Linked DNA regions of Mus musculus: region 1 is linked to region 2. The links are chromatin contacts, called in public Micro-C maps. All regions are on one chromosome and are shown on one strand. Each heading gives the region's core, a stretch centred on a gene start, on an enhancer-like site or on the middle of the called end of the contact. The rest is flanking DNA. Distances are from core to core; before and after follow the strand shown.

What was found. Hi-C and Micro-C count contacts between places; a contact is called where the count stands out from the background.
Region 1: a contact with region 2 is called in a Micro-C map of the G1E-ER4 cell line, with 2.4 times the contacts expected there. The contact joins two enhancer-like sites. A contact is called at or near these places in 2 of 484 Hi-C or Micro-C datasets (the G1E-ER4 cell line and liver), 1 of 115 datasets of contacts at active chromatin or transcription factors (embryonic stem cells) and 3 of 9 other capture datasets (adipose tissue, liver and pancreatic islet).

Annotation. Positions count from the first base shown.
Region 1 is chr10:70,179,776-70,183,279 of GRCm38.p6, forward strand. It overlaps Ccdc6 (coiled-coil domain containing 6), which reads left to right. Exons shown (of 9, transcript NM_001111121.1): 7 at 2,385-2,485. Among named protein-coding and RNA genes, the nearest start is that of Mrln, 23 kb to the right of the region's middle. Within about 2 kb of position 1,981, at least 63 of the 459 cell types and tissues checked have an H3K27ac peak or open chromatin away from gene starts, as enhancers often do. A contact at or near this core is called in the G1E-ER4 cell line, where this site is marked.
Region 2 is chr10:70,076,499-70,080,149 of GRCm38.p6, forward strand. No RefSeq gene overlaps it. Among named protein-coding and RNA genes, the nearest start is that of Ccdc6, 19 kb to the right of the region's middle. Within about 2 kb of position 2,258, at least 24 of the 459 cell types and tissues checked have an H3K27ac peak or open chromatin away from gene starts, as enhancers often do. A contact at or near this core is called in the G1E-ER4 cell line, where this site is marked.

The DNA of each region.
Region 1 (3,504 bases), core at 731-3,230, 100 kb after region 2:
AAGATGTCTGGGCACCCACTGTGTGGGCACCCACTGTGTGAGACCTAGGTCACCAGCTGGGTGTCTTAGGGTTTTACTGCAATGAACACCACGACCAAGGCAACTCTTAACATAGGACAACATTTAATTGGGGCTGGGTAACAGGTTCAGAGGTTCAGTCCATTATCATCAAGGTGAGACCATGGTAACATCCAGGGGCTACAGGAGCTTAAGATTTCTACCTCCTGTTCCTGAGGCATTTAGGAGAAGACTGGCTTCCAGGAAGCTGGGAGGAGGGTCTCAGAGCACACCCTCACAGTGACACACTTCCTTCAAAAAGGCCACACCTAATAGCACCTCTCCCTGGACCAAGCATATTCAAACCACCGCATGGGGTCTGGTCTGTGAGGATAAAGTGTGACTAGCCACACAGCCCTCTGCCTCTGTCCACCAGAGAAATAATAGATCCAGAGACATAGATCCAGAGAAATAATAGATCCAGAGACATAGATCTAGAGAAATAATAGATCCAGAGACATAGTTCCAGAGAAATAATAGATCCAGAGACATAGATCTAGAGAAATAATAGATCCAGAGACATAGATCTAGAGAAATAATAGATCCAGAGACATAGTTCCAGAGAAATAATAGATCCAGAGACATAGATCTAGAGAAATAATAGATCCAGAGACATAGATCTAGAGAAATAATAGATCCAGAGACATAGATCCAGAGAAATAATAGATCCAGAGACATAGATCCAGAGAAATAATAGATCCAGAGACATAGATCCAGAGGACTGCAAAGCTCCCCACCACTTCTGTGGATGCTTTCAAGAAAACCGGATTTTTAAAATAATGGCAAGTTATAAACGGGACTCTAGAAGTTACAGAAGAATGACAAGCTTCCCTCTTTAAAATCTCTCTGCTTCCTCACTTGAAAAGGTTTTACTGTATTTTGAAATTGTAATCCCTGCTTCTAAGTCTGTTCTTGACAGTTTCCCATTCTCAGTAAAACGGTTTGACTGAACACGTCAGCCCAAACACAAAGCAGTTCACTAGATATTTTACTAACTACTTTAAGACTCGGGGGAGCTGGAGTACAGAGCACCTAGGGCTGGGCTTCAGAGGGGCCGCTCTTAGAAGATGTGGCTTCCAGATAGATGGGCCACTTCCTCCAGAGCTGACGTTCACGGCGCAAGTTTGCTTTATTTCTGTTGGGTTTGTTGTTGTGTTTGTGGGTTTTGGGGGGGTGGTGTGTCCTGTAGTCCTGAGCTAACCTTGCGTTTTGATCCTCCTGCTTCTGCCCCAGATTGCTGGGATTAGAGGCGTGTGCCACCAGAGTGCTAGAGGCACAACCCAGGGCTTCATGCATGCTGCTGCAAAAACTCTCCCCAACTGAGCTACATCCCCAGCCCTGCTTTTACTTATTTTTGTAAGTTATTCAAGGTACCATGGAGTTGCTAAGTACCTGGTTAAGTAGCACTCTGCACCCCAGAATTGAGCCATTGAGATAGATCTAGGGGAAAGAAAATACCAGACACTTAAGACTGTAAGGGGTGATCTTAAACCACCTTCCTGTTTGTATAATATAAGGAAACGCCCCACCTGGTGTTCTTATGGTGGACTGTCCTAAAGAAGGGAAGGAGACAGAGACAGGCGTCTAGTTGAGCTGTGTGTCATTCAAGCTTCATTAACCTGCTTGGAAGGGGCTGGGTCAGTCCCTCGTGTGAATAAACACCAGGGCTAATGGTGCTCTGAGGTCCAAGTCCATGCCTGGTTAGCCTTAAGACCAGGGAGGATGGTTTGTCAGGAAGTCTGTCAAACAGAAATCCCCCTGCATCAGCACTGTATGCTTGGTTTGCAAAGTGAAAGCCGACGGTCCCCGTAATCACACGTCAGCATCTTTGGGCCCAATGTGAGCTAGACTCAGCACAGAGTGGCTGGGCATGACCCGCCCAGGGTGCCCAGCACTGGTGTCTTCTGTTAAATTCTAACCTGTTAAGCAGAGCCTGCCTTGTGAAAACCTTGGCACTCGGCCTAGGGGCATATTTGTCCTTCAGTGTGTTAAGTATCAGTGAGCCTGTTGATTTTGAGTTTCAAGTAACAATTCAAATAGATATATCTGTGTGCTTGTGAGGTCACTGGCAGGACTCCAGGACAGGTCCCTTGTGATATTTATGTGTTGCGTGGCTACGACAAGTCTCTGGGGATGATGACACTTGTGAGACTAGAGCAGTGTGACTCCGGAGTCCTCTGTACTAGAGATGTCCCCTGGGTACAGCCTCTCCAGCTCCCAGGATTTTGACCTTAGGTTGTGCCTTGAGAGCTTCACTCCTAGGGTTTCTTCTGCTGAGGCCCACGTGAACATGGGTGTTTGAACCACTTCCTCCTCTCTCCTTTCAGGTATTTTAATGAGATGTCTGCACAAGGATTGAGACCTCGCACTGTGTCCAGCCCAATCCCTTACACGCCTTCTCCCAGCTCAAGCAGACCTATATCACCCGGTGAGTGTGTCTGCGGGCTACCTCGGTGTGGCTGTTTTCCAGCTGTTTAGTGCGCATGTGTATGTGTGTGACTGTGGCTGTGTGTGTGTGTGGTGGTTGTGTATATGTAGCTGTGTGTATATGTATATGGGGGGCTGTAGGGGGGTTGCAAAGGGGCTGTGCATGTGGCTGTGGGGGGCTGAGGCTGTTTGGGGGGCTGTGTGTATGGCTAGGGCTGTGGCAGGGGCTGTGTGTATGTGTTAGGGCTGTTTGGGGGGCTGGGAGGGTTGTATGTGTGTATATGACTGAATGTGTGCCTGTGTGGCACTGGGAATTGGACCCAGGCCCTCACACAGATTTAGCTAGATGCTCACCGATGGTTTTTAGCTAGCTCTTGTGGTTGTATTCCCTTCTATTTTGTGATTTTTAAATCTAAGTCACCATTAGTACTGAGTATTTATTGGTTGGAGACCTTAAACAACAAAGTCCCTTGATTTACTTTCTTAATTATTTATTATTTAGTGTTTTTCTTTACTTTTTAACTTTTATCTTTGAGGATTTCATATTATCTGTCTGCCCCGTCTTCCTCAGTGTTCACTGAGCCTTAGGTACAGATGATGATGATGATGGTGGTGGTGATGGACGACCTTCAATTTGACTTCAAAACCTCTTTCTAGAAGACTGTGTGTGTGACTAGTCTTAGGGGATGGGCAGGGTTCCTGGGTTGATTGCAGGATGTCTTCCCATGTGTCTTTTATGGGTTCCTTCACTTCATTCCAACTGCCTTAATCTCACTTTTGCTGTCGGTAGTAATCTGGGCATCGTTTTCTTCCCTTGTGAAAATAGAAGCGCAGCCAGTCACGGGTTACTAGCTCTGGGTCTTTGGGCGAAGAGGAGGCCAAGTTGAGCGTCTTTATCCAAAAACCAGTGTCTCCCACTCCCCCTCACCCCCCCACCCCCAGCACAAGCTGCCTCCTGATCCTTGCAGTGGTTTGTGAGCCAAGCCTCGCTGGCCTGGTAGGTTGCTTATGCAAGCAAGA
Region 2 (3,651 bases), core at 1,008-3,507:
AGTATCAAAGGAGGAGCCCTTCTAACAATCTCCCATCCCTAACTGAAGGCTCATGGAAGGCCAAATCTGTTTCCTCTACTTCAACAGGAGCAAAATCTCCTGGATGTCAGAGAACATGACTTCAAAGTCCTTAGTGGAAAACACACCACGCTTCTCCTTAAATTTCATTTTCTTCCAAAAATTTATTTTTCATCAAGAGATATATTGGATGGGTTTATATATTTTAAGGGATAGCCTTTACCTTCAAATATGATAAATATTAATAACTAGAATGGGCACTAGAAACGAAATTGCTGAGTGATTTTTGAAAATACCACAATGTTCTAAGACAAAAAAAACAAGACCAAGACAAAACCAAAACCCAAAACCCAAAAATCCAAAAAAAAAAAAAAAAAAACCCAAAAACTTTACACACCTCTTGCTGGGTTACTTGTCTCTAGCTGTGACCAAATAACTGACAAGAAGCAGCGATGGCTCCACTCGCCACAGAAGCCCAGGCTCAGCAGCAGCTGGGGAACAGAGGCATTCCCTGTCTTAGCCTTTGTGTTTACTGTATGAGGTCCAGCCACATAGGCAATCTGTTTGACTCTGTATGGATTCAAATGTTAAAGCTGCCTATAAAACCCTAACAAACATCTAGATAACACCCCTGCCCAGATCCCTGGACACCCCATATCCCAGGCAGGGTGACACATTAAAGACAGGAAGAGCTCAAGGTCATTTTCAGGTACATAGCAAGTTTAAGGCCATTCTGAGCTGATTGAGACTCTGTCTCAAAAGGAAAGGAAAGAAGGGGCAGGCATCTTTTATCATAGCCTATATAGAAAACCCAGTAGGGTTCAGAACTGTCCAGGCTTCCAATGCAGATGAGAGATTGTGATACGATTAGTTCAAGTTGCACTATATTCAAAGAGCAAAGGCTAGGCAGGCTTCAGGTGGCAGCTATGAGTTCTGGGAGCCACAGCTTCCAGAAGCAGCACATCAGGGCAGGAGGCTCCCCTGGCCTTGGCTCCGAGCACATTTGTAAAGCAGAGGGGCTGTGGTTGAAGATGAACCCTGATTCTGGCGCTCAGATAGCAGCATGTGTAGCCTGGAGGCAAGCCAAGATACCTTCCAAGGCTGGGATATCTACTGCTGTTATCCTCAGGGATCAATCTTAGCTCTGAACCCGTTGCCATGGAGACCATCTGAGTCTATGTTTTTCCCTTAGTGATGTTCAAGAAAGCCTACACACATACCTATTCAGAAAATATTCTAATACGTGGGCTCACATCAGCATAAATGACTATGTCCTTTATAGAAAACAAAAGCAAGTGTCTGGGGAAGAACATGGTGGGAGCCAGTCTGCTTCCAAACTGGGAAAGAGGTTGGTAGTGAGAACCACCTCCTTCTACACAGCATTCTGCTGTTCTGATTTCAAATAAAACCTGTTTATATTACAAAATATGGAAAAATGCATAAAACCCAAAAGGTAAACCTTAAAATAACCACACTCATTTTTCTTTTTATGGATATATATATATATTCCTCCTATTTCTAGGACAAACACCTTTATGAATTTGGTCTGTCAGTCCTGCCAATTTCTCTTATTTTTATATGTCTATCTATTTACACATCCATCTATCCATCCACCTACATGTCTACTTATCCTTTTTTTTTTTTTTTTTTTTTTTAATTTTGAGGCAGGGTCTTGCTATATTGCCCAAACTGGCCTTGAACTCTTGAACTCTAAGAGATACTTCTGTAGGCTCCCATGACTACAAGTACATTCCATCGAGCTCAGCACATCTATTTATTTACTGATTTATCTAATACTTACTAAGTCATGACCTTGGTCTGAACACTGTCCTAGGCATCTGCAGGTCATTGATAAGTAACTGTATCTATTACTTCCCTATTGCTGTAATAAAATACCATAACCAGAAGCAACTTACCGAAGAGATTATTTGGGCTTACAGTTTCAGAAAGGTAATAGTCCACCATGGGAGGGGAGCAGCAACCAGCAAGAACAGGATGCTACAACACATCTCAAACCAGCACACAGGCAGTGGTGGAACAAGCCTTTAATCCCAGCACTTGGGAGGCAGAGGCCAGCCTGGTCTACAGAGTGAGTTCCAGGACAGCCAGGGCTACACAGAGAAACCCTGTCTCTAAAAACCAAACAACAACAACAAAAAACAAAAAACCCAGCACTGAGCAGAGAAAGCAAACAGGAAGTGAGGAGAGACTATAGACACTCAAAGCCTGCCCGGCCCCCAGTGATGTACTTCCTCCAACAAGGCTCCACCTTCAGGAGGTTCCATATTCTCCCTAAACTGGGCGGCCCACTGCGGACCAAGTGTTTGACTACCTAAGCCGGTGAGGTGACGTTCTCATTTGAACCACCATAGCTACAAAAAAGAACTCATTTCTCAGACATGTTATAGTCTCGTAAGAGAAGACAGGAAGTTATCAGCAAACACAACTACTGACTAGTGAGAAATGCTCTACAGAAAAGCATGCTTAGAGGACCCATTGAAAATTGACCTAGTGGAGACTGAGACATACTCCTGGGACCAGGAGCAGTAGAGAAAGAAGGGGCCTTAACGATAACATGGAAAGGAGATAGATGTGTCTAACCTGTGACTCACAGGCCACACGTATCTCAGAATAGCCATAACGTGGCCCCATGCATTTGGAGATGGCAGCATCTCATCACAAAAGGCCGAATCTACAGCCTGTTGGGAATGAAGGGGGAACAAGAAGGGGAAGCAGTTGAAGAGGTGAGCCACAGACAAGTCACAGATTCGGGAAAAGAAAATGCCAGAGAAACGCGAATTTTAAGACGCTGAGTTTTAACAGAGAGTGGGGGGATATGCTCTGTTGGAAGAGATTTAGGGAGAAGGTCAGCAGATCTCAGCAAGTTCATTGTGTAAGTAGGATAGGAGTGCATGGCCCAGGCTCTTAGTGGAGGATAACCCTGGGGTTCAGTGTGTGAAAGCATTTGCAAGCTCACACACACACACACACACACACACACACACACACACACACCACACACATATACCACACACACATATACCACACACACACATATACCACACACACACACACACACACGAATGTTAGGATATCTCAACACCTTAGGATTACTGTATTTTATTAACCTCATGATTCCACTCTACAAAATTCGAAATCACTGTGGTTTCAAGCGAACAATCATAGCATACTGACCAAGAAACAACATGTTTAGGGGTTGGAAAGAGACTGGGCAATTAGGAACACTGGGTGTTCTTCCAGAGGACCCAGGTTCAATTCCCAGCACCCATAAGGCAATTCACAACCGTCTGTAACTCCAGTTCCAGGGGATCTGCAGGCCAAACACCAATGTACATAAAATAAAAATAAATAAATCATTTTTTAAAAAAGATGATGCTTAAATAAAAGTCCTATCGAAGACCTACACATTTAAATTGCTTTACACGAAATGAATGAAAACCAAGGGCTTAACCTCATGGAAGCTCATCATGTTGAGAGTGACACTGGGGGTCAGGGAAGACATTGCAGTCCCCACAGCAAAAACATGGCATTACTGTATTCTATTATAATTCCACTTTACCTCAGAACTGGGCTGCAGGTGCCAACTGCCAAAGGAAAGCAAAAAAATGAAGA